Linked DNA regions of Rattus norvegicus: region 2 is linked to region 1. A link is a contact called in public Hi-C data. All regions are on one chromosome and are shown on one strand. The core of a region is the stretch at or near the end of the contact, and the rest is flanking DNA. Distances in the headings are between cores, read along the strand shown.

What was found. A called contact is a pair of places that touch in the nucleus more often than the background predicts.
Region 2: a Hi-C map of Schwann cells shows a contact between it and region 1, with 4 times the contacts expected there. The contact joins two enhancer-like sites. A contact is called at or near these places in 9 of 12 Hi-C or Micro-C datasets (the A7r5 cell line, the Rat2 cell line, Schwann cells and 5 more) and 1 of 1 datasets of contacts at active chromatin or transcription factors (oligodendrocytes).

What each region holds. Positions count from the first base shown.
Region 1 is chr1:42,598,938-42,605,375 of GRCr8, forward strand. No RefSeq gene overlaps it. Among named protein-coding and RNA genes, the nearest start is that of Plekhg1, 150 kb to the right of the region's middle. Within about 2 kb of position 1,789, at least 2 of the 93 cell types and tissues checked have an H3K27ac peak or open chromatin away from gene starts, as enhancers often do. A contact at or near this core is called in Schwann cells, where this site is marked.
Region 2 is chr1:42,821,330-42,827,485 of GRCr8, forward strand. Plekhg1 (pleckstrin homology and RhoGEF domain containing G1) reads left to right here. Exons shown (of 15, transcript NM_001190999.1): 10 at 752-785; 11 at 1,275-1,358; 12 at 3,169-3,207; 13 at 5,423-5,445. Among named protein-coding and RNA genes, the nearest start is that of Mthfd1l, 25 kb to the right of the region's middle. Within about 2 kb of position 2,637, at least 3 of the 93 cell types and tissues checked have an H3K27ac peak or open chromatin away from gene starts, as enhancers often do. A contact at or near this core is called in Schwann cells, where this site is marked.

The DNA of each region.
Region 1 (6,438 bases), core at 539-3,038:
GATACCACCCCCCCCAAAAGGTTGGCAGCCCAGAGGTTTAGAACCACTGCTCTAGGAGAAAGCAATATACAGAAGCAGCATATGTTTTATTTAAATGGCCTACCCTCGTCACAATCATTTTTCACATAATAATAATAATAATAATAATAATAATAATAATAATTGTTCCAGAATAAGAATAAATATACTGAAAGATGAGCCTGAGATATTACAAAGTCTATACTGATGAACAAAAACACCCAGGTACCTCGAAAAAATGGTTTAATGAACAAGTATGTCTAATGATCTTTCCTACATATTGCAGAGGAAAAATAATCTAGTAAACATACCCCCAATTCAACAAGATAAAACATCCTTTTTCACAAGATTTCATTTCCTCCAGACTTTATCGGATTGTATAAAGGTTACCTGTGGGCTGGAAAGCCTCTGGCTGTGTGTGGTTGAACCGGTGTGCATTACATTTCTGTTTTATGTCCTATGTCCTCCTCTGAGACCATGTCATATGTCATTATCTATCACTTAGGTCCTGGGATAGAGCACATAAGATATAATTATCAAATAATGCACTCTATGCAAAGCATTTTTGTTCATGCTTTAGCCCTGAAAATAGGCTTCTGGGCAAATAATAGATTCAGAAATGACGCTGTCTTTTGCTGGACAGACACAGACAATAAGCCACTGAAAGGCTACAGACACCTTTAGCAGGAGGCACCTCTCCCTAACGTACAAGTCTCTATTCACCACCACCCCCAACCCATATCCTCTCCTATAGCCTTTAAAGAATTGCAAAGAGCTGTGGTTCTGACTTCAGAGGGAAGGCAACTGATTTAGGGGAGAATGATTGCTTTGGGGAGGCAGTGCTTGGCCCCCCTGACTGAAAGAACAGTGGCCCATTCACTGAGCTGATCCTAGAAGGACTCAAAAATCAGCCACTGAGATTTAGGGCCAGTTGATAGATTTAAGGGTTGCTGGCTCTTTGTTGAAATTCATACTAATACAGAAAGGGGCTCTATAAAAACTCACTGTGACATACAGAGATCCACAAGGGATCACAATGCAATGATTATTATAGTCACACCACTAAAGAAGTAAGTAGTGTGTTTCCTTTTGTCGGGTTTCTGTATTCTTCAAAGGAAGTAAGTGGACTTTGGCAGAATTTATCCATAAAATCTGCAGAATAAACTCAACTCCAGCAATTAGATTTAAGCCTCTTTTCTTCTTACCCACTATTGCTACCAAAAAGTTGCTATTACTGCCAAGACTCTGTGTGTGTGTGTGTGTGTGTGTGTGTGTGTGTGTGTGTGCACATGTGTGCAGAAATAAACACACTAGGACTGAATTGAATTCCAGAGAATTCTCCTTTTCTTCAGAATCTTAGTATATACCTAGAAATAATACACTCCAGCCAGTAGAGAGGCAATGTAGTAGCATGGAACTCTGGGTTTACTCCTTTATTTAATAGACCTGGAGTGGTGCTGGGAGAACTAACTGGGTTCCCCAGTCACAAAACCCAGTGGGAGAAGGCAGGAAATGTGCCCTCATATTTGCCTTATTTAACTTAAAATTCAATTGCCTATCGAGCTATGATTGATGAGGAAACACAAATGGAAAGAGGGTGGGTGACATTGTCAAGGTCACTTTGAGCACCGTGGTAGAAATCTACAAATGCTCTGAAGAGTCCATGACCTCATCCTCAGAGCTTGTGAGTATGATATCACTCTATGACTTTGTTATGATGTGTGGCCCTGCTGAACTTCAGATAAAGAGATTATTCACAATGCCCAACTCCATGACAGAAGTCCTTAAAAACAGAAAACTCTCTGTCACTGGAAGAAGTTGGAGAGTACCAGCTCTACCATGTTCGGCTTTAAAGGAGAGTGGAGCCTTTAAGAGCTGAGAGTGACCCTATTTTAGGAACTCTTTCACTGGGGAGATACAATCAAACATTTATGCCCTCCTTATACATGCCAACGACAAACCAAAGGACAATTCCTCCAAAGTCCAACTTAGAGAAGCTGGGAATGTTGGGGGCTTACAGAGTATAGATGAGGGGCTATTTACAGGAGTAGGGTGACTCCAGCATGGAAAGCAACTTTCTCACAGCTCTATAGATGGAAACTCTCCTTCGATTCATTCCATAGACCAGGTACTCAGGCACCTCCTGAGATTGAGAGTTCCTGAGACATCAGGTCAGTATCCAGTGACCTTCCCCAGAACTGCCTTAGATGCCCATGGTTTGGCAAACCATGCTCTCTGATTGTTGTTGGGTGTATGGTTTTGTTATAAGTGTCTCATATCACACTTCCCAGTGTTTTAGAACATAGTCGTTTACAATCATATAAATTTTATTATTTTTATTATTATTGTCATTAATGAATGTGCATAAATATGTTTGCAGTTATATCTGTGCTATACATGCATGAGATCCCCTTGTACAGGAGTTATAAAAAGTTGTCAGTCCTTGCATGCATGCTGGGAATCAAATCCTGGTCCTCTGGAAGAGCACCAAGTGATCTTAGCCACTGAGCCATCTCTCTAGCCCCATGTTCCTTATCTCAAATTGCTCTTCATAACCACCCTGCCAAGGGGATTCGACAGGATAGTTATCTACACTCTCCAAATGAAAAGTTAAAGAGTTAAGTACTTAACCTTTTTTTAAAAAGAGTCACCCAATTTGTAAGAGAACAGGTGCCAGCCCTGACTTTTATCTAAGCATGGTCTCTCTGTAGTGATCGAGAAACTAGAAGTTGTCAAGATGGAGCACCGTGCAGTGGGTCATAGAGCCATTAGTCTGGTGACTCCACTTTCTACAGCACACTGACCTGGAACTCTGTCTGAATCACCTCACTTTGGCTGCTCAGCCTGTGTTACCAAGTACTCTAACCAAGCACCCACAGCCTCCTTCCCAGCAAGAGCCTCTAACCCAGGCCCTCCTGCAAGGGTCCCCATGGCTGCTCCCACTGCTTCACAGCAGTGCAGATACCACAGACACACTCTGGCTCTCCCTTTCTCCTTTGCCATGTTAACTTATCCTTGACATCCCTCCATCAAAGTGGAGTTTCAAGGGTAATTTCCCGCCACAGTGCTAGGTTAATTTTCGGTAGATTGTCTCATCTCCTCCTTTACTCTCTCCAGTTACTAATTTATAATGACTCAGACATTACCTCACGAAGGTCTGCTTCCTCCACTAAGAGGAGACTCTATAAGGATAGGAACAGTGCTCCTTTGCCTCATACTGTGTCACCTGTGCCTCAAGTGGACCTGGCTCAGAGGCGGGACTCAGCAAATGTCGGATCATTAATGGGAGGCCTCCTGCTGTTGCTTTTGAGGCAATCTAGCTGTCTCTCAGGTAGGCAAGGGATGGGTTTTTCAAGTAGCCCAGCCTGTGTGGGTTCCCCTGGCAACTCTAAATGACGCACCTCATCCCTCTGCTTCCATTATCACCACATCAAGTCCAAGACATGACCAAAGCACCTTTTCAGTGAAAATGTGTCATTGCCAGCCACTCAAAAGCCCTCCGAGATCCGGGCTGGAAAGTACCATTTTCCACCATCACACGAGATCCACTTCTCACTTGATGGGCTGCATGAACAATATTCCTTACCTCCTCACACAGAGAACCCTGTCCACAGATCTGCTCCTAGGTGGCCGCTGCAACCAAGTCAGCCAAGAGAAGCCACTGCTCCCAAGATGCCTCACTCCTTCTCACAGCAGAATTCAGTCAGCAAAAACAAACAAACAAACAAACAAACAAACAAAAACACCCCATCCTACTCGCTGCCATTAAGCAATTTGTTACTTTGTATGCTAATTTAAAAAGTAAGTTAATTAAAATGTCTTTGTAATTGGGAACCAATTAAGATAAATTCTCAGAAGGCCACAAACTAGTCATCTGGAACAGACACTTCTCTGATTTTATCTTCTGTTTTTCTACCTCATTCTTTTCTTCTCTCTTTTTATTTTATTTCGTTTTGTTTTACCTCCTAGGAAAGAGTTCATTAAAGAAAGGGGTTGAAAAGCTGCACTAGATGCTCTGGGTGTTCCTGGATTTGCACTCAAGCTCAGCCCAACAGGGTAAGATACTAGATAGCAAAATCACCAGGTGTAGACGACCTGCTTCTGCAGAAAACAGATATGAAGCGGATGCTTCCTTTAATCCTGCCTAAGCTGATTTATCCCCTAAACATTTGCCAGTTAGCCGGCAGTCTGGTATAAAACACTTTCGCAGAAAGGCTTTAACTAGCAAATCCGTCAATGAATCACTTTGGTTTTATGAATAGCTACCTTCAATTACATAAATTGTGTTTGCTGAGCCTTTGCAGAAAGCACAAATGCATGTACTCACAAGTCTCACCATTAGGAAATTAACTAGGTCTCACCTGCCTCCCTGTAGAGTTGCCAATAGTCACACGGGGAAAGCACATGAAGCTGAGTCCCGTCACCCTTGCTGCCAGCACAAGAGAAGATGGGGAGCCATTGTAGGGTTTGGGCATTCTGGTGGTATTCAGAGAAACCCTGCTATGTCTCTTTGGAAATGGAGCATCTCTTGGAAAGAGGATTCATTTCATAGAACTCAGGAAAGCCCACTGCACCCTCAAGCACAGAAATGTGTGTGAGATGCTCAGAGAGGCTTCTTCTACACCAGTAGGTTTGGTTTGACGTTTGGGTGAGAGAGAAGAAATTGATAATAAAAGGCACTGTGGCCAGACACCTGCTAGATTAATCGACTTTGATTCTAAGGCTGATGGGTTTGAACTTTGTTCAACACTAGGAAGTCCCAGAAATGTGCGCAAAGGGTAGCTAATTCATGAGGGCCACCTACACAAGAGCATGTAGGTATACGTTACCTTTTTAGCACTCTCTGAGTTGACAGTGAGTTTCCCTAGGTTCCAGTCACCTTGGTTAACCAATCCTGGTGGGCCTTCTAAATGTACAACATTGTGAAGCCATCAGAGAAGAAACCCATGGAAAGTTGATGCTGTTGCTTTATGGGCGGGCTCTTCAGATATAGTTTAAGCATCAGTGAATACACACATGGAACAATGTTGCATAATAGACAGGCCAGTGAGGCTTTGCACCTTCATTATAAGAAATTTGTGAAACAAATAACTTAGGGGTTGTGACCTCTTAAAGGTGATATCTTTGTCCCTGATCTATAAAATTCAGTTTTCCATCTGAGTTTGGATAACACGTACCTATCCATTTGAGTCATGTTTCACACTAATTGGCAATGGGGAGATTATTTCCTTGCAACAGAGTTAAAAGGGTTATAATTTAGAGAATTAATTCCCAATCAAGTCTGCATTTCCCCCAAAGGTGTGAGAGTCTTTCCCCAATGGTGATTTTAAAACTCAGCCACATTTTTCCACTTATGCCTGAGCAAGTCTGAACAATGTTGCCATTTAATTAGGCTATTCTCTTCCAATGCACACCCTGATAAACCACCTGCCTGGCTCCATGTGACTGGCCAGGAATAGCTTCCTTTCTGGCCAGAACAACATTAACTGTTGTACACTTTACAACATAAAAGGGCTATGGCCAGAGTTTCCAATGGGGACAGAGGATGTGAAGGTAGCAGGCCACTTGGCCAGTTTCCTGACAATGGAGAAGTCCATGGATTCCCTCTTTCCTCCCTGGATCCTAGTCTCCAAGTCTTTGTATCACAAATTGGATTTGCTCTGAACCATATGGACTCATATGTGTGTTATTCGCTATGCAATCATAGCTGGAACCACAAGGCTGGAATAAAAGAAATGGAATGAAAGGAAAGCATTGCAGACTTGAAGAGGTGTGGGTGAGAAGGGATTTCACCTTAGGGATTATAGTTTGAATTATGTGGGTTACAGATGTGCTCGCAAGTTCCGTTAATCACTATCGAGATTATCTTCTCATTCTTTTTATTCTTTCTTTCTTTAAAATTGGCAGAATAGTTTTAAAAGACATTTCTGTCCTCGAAAATTGAAAGGATCCATGTCCTAAAGGAAACAGGAGATCAAACATCTTGCTAGGAATGTGGCAATCAGCTCAGGCAAGTATTGGGTTGCTGGAAATTGATCGTGTGCTTGGATTCTTCAGGACCTGAGTCTTTCTGTAATTTCAGGGGGAAAAAAGTTACTTTGAAACCAGTGTGCTGGGCGGGTCTTCCGTTAATGGCATCCCAAAGGAATTCAACCTACACAGGCAGCTGGGGCTGCATGATTTGCAGGGCTGTCCATCTTTCTTCATATTCCTGACTAGATCTTTGGCAGATTGTTTATGCCAGTATGTAAGTCACTTGTGTGATTGAGAATCACAAAACAAAGGAAACTGACTGTTTCAAAGAGGGCTTGTTTTTTTGTTTTGTTTTGTTTTTTGTTTTTGCCCCCCCCCAAAAGACAACAGATTTAGGGAGGAAAAATTAAATTTCTTTTGCCTTAATTTGTTACAAAATCCCCAAAA
Region 2 (6,156 bases), core at 1,387-3,886, 220 kb after region 1:
AGTTACACTTCATCATAACAGGAACATCAAGGCAGGAACTTAAAGCCAGTAGTCACATTATATCCAAAGTCCAGAGCAAAGAGAAATTAGTACCTGTGGGCTACTACGAGCTCACTGTCTCTGGAGTAATTAAGGACACAGCCCCAGGGTTATGACACATACCAATTGGTTTTCCCATACCAATTAACAAAATTAAGATACCCACCCCTAGATATGCATACAGGTCAACTTGATCTATGCCAGAGAGTCTCAACCTGTAAGCCAAGACCCTTTGTGGGGTCAAATGACCCTTTCACAGAGGTCACAGATCAGATATCCTGCATACCAGATATTTACAATATGATTTTTAACAGTAGCAAAATTATAGTTATGAAGTAGCAACAAAAAAATGTTATGTTTGGGGATCACCACAGTAGGAGGAACTGCATTAAAGAGTCGAAGCATTAGGGAGTCTTTCATTGAGACTCTGTTCCCAAGTGAGACTAAATTGTGCCAAAGTAACAGTTAAAACTAACCATCAAGTCTTTGCTGTAGTGGATCAAGTGGACAGCGTATGCTAATCCTCATCAGGATAATCTTTGAATCTCCTGAACTATGTATTAATGCCTAAAAGAAATAGTGAGGGTTTGAGGGTTTTCTTTTTCTCTAAAATCCATTTATTTGGGTATGATAAGATCTCCATCACACTTGTTCATTTAAAAAATTAATGGGAGGAAAAAAATTAATTCTATCTACATTTTCTCTCTTTCAGGCCAAGCAAGCAATTCTTGAAATGGATGCCATCCGTAAGTTTGTTGTTGTTGTTATTGTTGTTGTTGTTGTTGTATTTTGTGTTGTGTTGTGTTGTTGTTTCCTTAGTATTCTTTGAGATACTGTTGTTCATTTGTGACCATTTCAAAGCCCGTACATTGTCATTTATAAGACACTAGCAGCAGTTCACCCTGCCTTAGCAGCTGGAGCAGACATGACCATCCCTTCCTAAGATACTCATTTGTTTCTGCTCTGAGTCTCTGGTTTATCTGTGGGGCACTGGATGGCTAGCCACACTTCTGGTTTCTGTAGATCCTAACACTGTCAGAGCTGCCTCCACAAAGGGCTCAGCTTTACAACATACAGTTCATTTATCCTTTTATCCACTCCTTAAAAAAAACAAAAGTCCCTTTTGATTATTTACAAGAACAGCGAAACATTTGTAATGTAGCACCAAATTCTGAAAATTCCAGCCACCCTGTACAGTCACTACCCTTCACTTGCTCCTGTGGTTCTCTTGGCAGACCATCCAGGCTTCTGTTACGATCCTAAGGGAGAGGTGAAGACACCATGTGGTTCAGCACCACATCGGCTGAGGCGGAAGTCAGGTAAGCAGGATGTTATCATCAAACTGTAATGCCAAGAGGAACAGGAAGTGAGTACTTTCTAACCGATAGGCATTTTCTGGCTGCTTGTTGTGTGAATACAACCGAGGCTACCATTAAAAAGATAAACAAAACAAAACCAAAACAAAAAACCTCTCTAGCTTTTCTTTAAAACTCCTCTCTACTTAATTTTCTCCTAGTGAATATAAAATATGTCAACCAGCCGGGTGTGATGACTCTGTCTTTTGTCCCAAGCAGAGGCAGGCAGATCTCAATGAATTGGATGCCAGTCTGATGCTATATAGTAAGTTCTGGGCCAAACAGAGCTCCACAGTGAGACTCTGTCACAGGCAGACAGCTGCTTTATATGACACCTTGCCAATGACAAATACCCCCTTAAGGCCTGTTTGCAGTTGCTTGTGGAAAGTATACCTTGTGATTGACACATACAGCATCTTCAAGCTTACTATTCTGATATGTGTTTGCTAAGTCAGATGTCATGTCACATGTCGTATTCTCTTAACTCTCAGATTTTGGTTTTATATGATGCTTACCAAGTCCATTTTCCCCTTTACTATTCTAGGGTAGATAATGCCTAAGATTTCTGCTTTTAAGGCCCTTTGTGAAGGAGACCAAAAAAAAAAAATTAAGGAGTAAACAACAGTCTCTTTGATAAAGCTTTGGCACGTGTGGATAGAAAAGAGAGTGGAAAGATAGAAGAGAGAGATTCCAGGAAGAAGAAAGATTTCACAGAGCCAAAGGCTGGTAAATACCCTTGACAGAATGTGAGGCCAAGGCAGGTAGAGCTGAGATCATCCAAGCACAGCCCTGGGACCTGAACCAGCAGCCCTTGGGACAGACAGGATACGCCAGCAGTTCTGCCTGGCTGGAGTGAGGGAAGGAGCTGAGGTGGAAGAAGATGAGGCACAGTAGAAAGATGAGGAGGGAAGGCTGCAGATAGGAGTCTGACCATGAAGACTCAGCAGGCCGTGCATGAGTGAAGACAGCAACTTGATGGAGACCAGCAGCCCTGCTGGTCAGAAGTGACAAAGGCCTGGAAGCAGAACAGTGACTTGCATCAGGTTTAGGGATGCGGAGTGGTAACTTTTAGTGAGCTAGTGCATCCATTGGGGGAAACCAGAGAAGTTGAGAATGGCATCACGGTCACTAGCTTGATAAACTGGCAGCAAATAGAGGTGAAAGTTCAAGAGGAAGAAGTGAGCTCTGACTGGGAGGAGCAAGCTGGCATAGCCAAGGCATGAGTAAGCTGTGCAGCCTAGAACATAACACCCAGTTACCAGCTCAGAAGCTGCAGTGGGACGGAGTCCTTCCAGAGGGTGGTGAATTGGTACAGTAGCACCTGCTCTTCCCTTCTGACTCCTGACCCTTTAGAGTTTATCCAGCCATTTCAGCAGGGTGAATGGCTGGTACCTGAGTATCCCTGACCACTGAGAATTTTGATAAATTCAACAGAGCTTTAATACAGCTCAGGGCTGTGGATGTTGCTCCATTGATAGTGTGCTTGCCTAATATGCACGAAGCCCCGGGTTCCTTCCCCAGCTCCACATAGGTGGGGCTCATGCCTGCAATCTTCAGGTCTGTAATCTCTGTACTGGGGAAATGGAGGCAGGAGCGTTGGGAGTTCAAGGTCATCCTCAGCTTCTTAGCAAGTTCAAGACCAGCCTGAGATGCATGAGATCTGTCTAAAACAAAAGGAAACTGTCTAGAACTCTTAAAACATCAATAAGATACTAATTTATTTATGAGGGGAAATATTGATTTGCAAATGATGGTGGCTTTGCTCTCTCCTCAGAGCCTTCCTCTCGATCACACAAAGTGTTGAAGACCAGTGGTAAGTCCAAAAATAGTTACATTTTTCACTCTCATTAATTCTGAGTCAAACGTAACAGAAGAAAATTGTGCGTTAGGTGCACTGTAGATTGGTGAATTTGTTAGCCCGACTGCAGGAAGATTAGCTATGTCTGTAAACAAAAGAGTCTTTGCAAACAGTCAATTGATGCAATCTGATCTGACAGACATAATTACCATCTATCAGAAAAACAGAAATACTATCAACAAAAACAAGAGGGAAAAACCCCTTAAATGTATATATCTAATATATATGCTATATATGTCTAAGCACATACACATGCTCCAGCTTCACAGAAGAAACAAAGCACCAATAAAATTTAAAATTTGAAACATCATCTGCATCCATAATTAGAAAAAACATTCATTTAAATGAGAGAAATAGGGGCTGGGGATTTAGCTCAGTGGTAGAGCGCTTACCTAGGAAGCGCAAGGCCCTGGGTTCAGTCCCCAGCTCCGGAAAAAAAAGAACCACAAAAAAATAAATAAATAAATAAATAAATAAATAAATAAATAAATAAATGAGAGAAATAGAGGCAAGGAAGCTATGAATTTGACCAAAAGATACTGCAAAACTCTTGTGGAGGAGGGTAAATTTTTACAGCTTCTTCTAAGAAAATTTAGTAATTCCCATGTGTGTTCAAAGCGGGCATTTGCCTTTGACTCAATTTGACCTCTAGGCCCATATAGATGTGTCAGCAAGTATGACTAGAACCCTGCCTGGACTCTTCACAAGGCGGGAGAGTCTCACAAGGGGCTGGGCCTTGGTATGGTGGAGGCCAAGTCTCATTCCACATGCTCAGAGCACTTGGTATCACTCTTGTGTTCCTCCTGGTACAGAACAGTAACTGCAGAAACTATCACTATATGATGGTCATCCTCAGCTTCATAACAAGTTCAAGGCCAGCCTGAGGTACACCAGACCATGGCTAAAAACAAAAGGAAATAATGTTTCTTCTTCTTTTCTATATAATTTAAACTACCTAGCTCTTTTTAATTTTATGTGCACTGGTGTTTGTCTACACCTATGTCTATGTGAGGGTGTTGGAACCCCTCAAATGGAGTTACAGACTACGAATTGCCATGTGGGTGGTGGGAATTGACCCTGGATCCTCTGGGAAAGTAACCAATGCTCTGAACCATTGAGCCATCTCTCCAATCCCCTGTAGAGCTCTTAAGATGTGAATAAACTACTAGTTCTGTACAAGGAATACTTGACTTGGTGGGGTTTTTTGCGACATTTTAATAGCGCAGCATAAAATGTCTATCTAGTAGGAAGTGGTCTGTTTATGCACATGATAGGATGTTCTGTTGTTAAAAGTCAGTCTCTATCTACTACCAAATGCCTATAGATTTAGCAGAAAATATATTGAGGTGTATTGCATCTTTATTTAAAAATAAACAGAGCAACTGTGCCTTGCAACAAGCTGGAGAGAGTAGTTGTGGGATCCAGAAAGATGAGCTGAACTGTCCCACTATAGAGATGGTTCTCAACCTGTGGGTCATGACTGTCTTGGTGCCCTTCTATCTCCAAAGATATCTCCAGTATGACTTACAACACTTAAAAAATTACAGTCATGAAGTAGCAGTGAGAATAATGCCATAGAGGGTATGGGGGTCATCACCACAATATGGGGAACTGTATCAGAGTCACAACATTAGAAAGGTTGTGAACCTCTGCTCTAGGAGGAGGAATTTGTGGGGAAAGAAGTCCTTTTTATAAGCTTGCATAACTAAACAACTCTTAAAGGTGAAATTTGTATCATCGGGGTATCTATAAAATACAGGCATGAATCCCTCTCAATGACACGGCTAAGGAGACCTGTGGATAAAGACTTCATCTTCATTTAAAACCCCCAAATGTCTAAAAACCAACAGAAGCCTCCTTGCATCTACAGGGGACTCCCATGGCCTATGGCATGGGTTTTCTTTTCTATGTTTTTGTTGGGAAGTTTAGGGACCTATTTCCCATGAGCTGTTGCCCTCGGGGATGCAGGAGACAGCTTTGGCTCTCAATGTAAAGTGACCCTGCAGTGGGAAAGGATGTAGAACATACATGAGGGACCCAAAAGGCTCAACGCTCTTAAGGCTCAATTAGTAGCAATACATATACAAGCCATGTAAGAATATGAGTGCTTACCTATGTATGGGATAAACTTTAAATTCTCAAACTTAAAACATTTGTATTTACTTTTCAGAAACCGCACAAGATATCCAGAAGGTAAGCACAGCCACATTTCTCCTGAAGGGTTCGCTGTGGGCGCCTTTCACCTTAGCGTCTATCCTTATTGGTCAGGCCCAGCCTAAAGTGTCAACATTTACTTTCCATTTTGACCTTCTTATTCAATTTGCATGTTTATCCTTGATTTAAGGGAAAACTAATTCTTTTCAACTTATTCCCTCCCTGTCGCACCTCTTTCAATTCAGGCATTTCTACCCATCTATCCCTACGGCTCACCTCTCTCCTTAGAAGCTGTGCCTACCCTTAGGAAGTAACCCTTGGGTAAAGCTAGTGTGATTGGTCTATTACCTCTGTTCATGTTAAAGCCAGCTCCTGACCTCCTAGGTATAGCTCCCTTCCCAAAGCACTGGCTCAGGTGACCTTTTGAATATGGTCCTAAGGCAGGTTCAATAGCGCCCAAAGTCCCTGCTACTTGGGAAACAGAGGCAAGAAGAGTACATGAATTCAGGAGTTTAAGATCAGCCTGGGCAACATACTGAAACTCATCTCAAAAAAAAGAAAAAAACCAAAAAACAAATATATATATTTATATTCCTTCTGCTGATATAGCAAGTATGATGCGTAGAATACAATGAACCTTTGCTACGCCAAGTTGTATCAGTCAGGGCTTGTATTCCTCTGACAAAAGATTAGGAGGTGGGAAACATTCCCTAGTAGAGCTGCGCTTGCAACCTAGCACGTCGGAAGTGC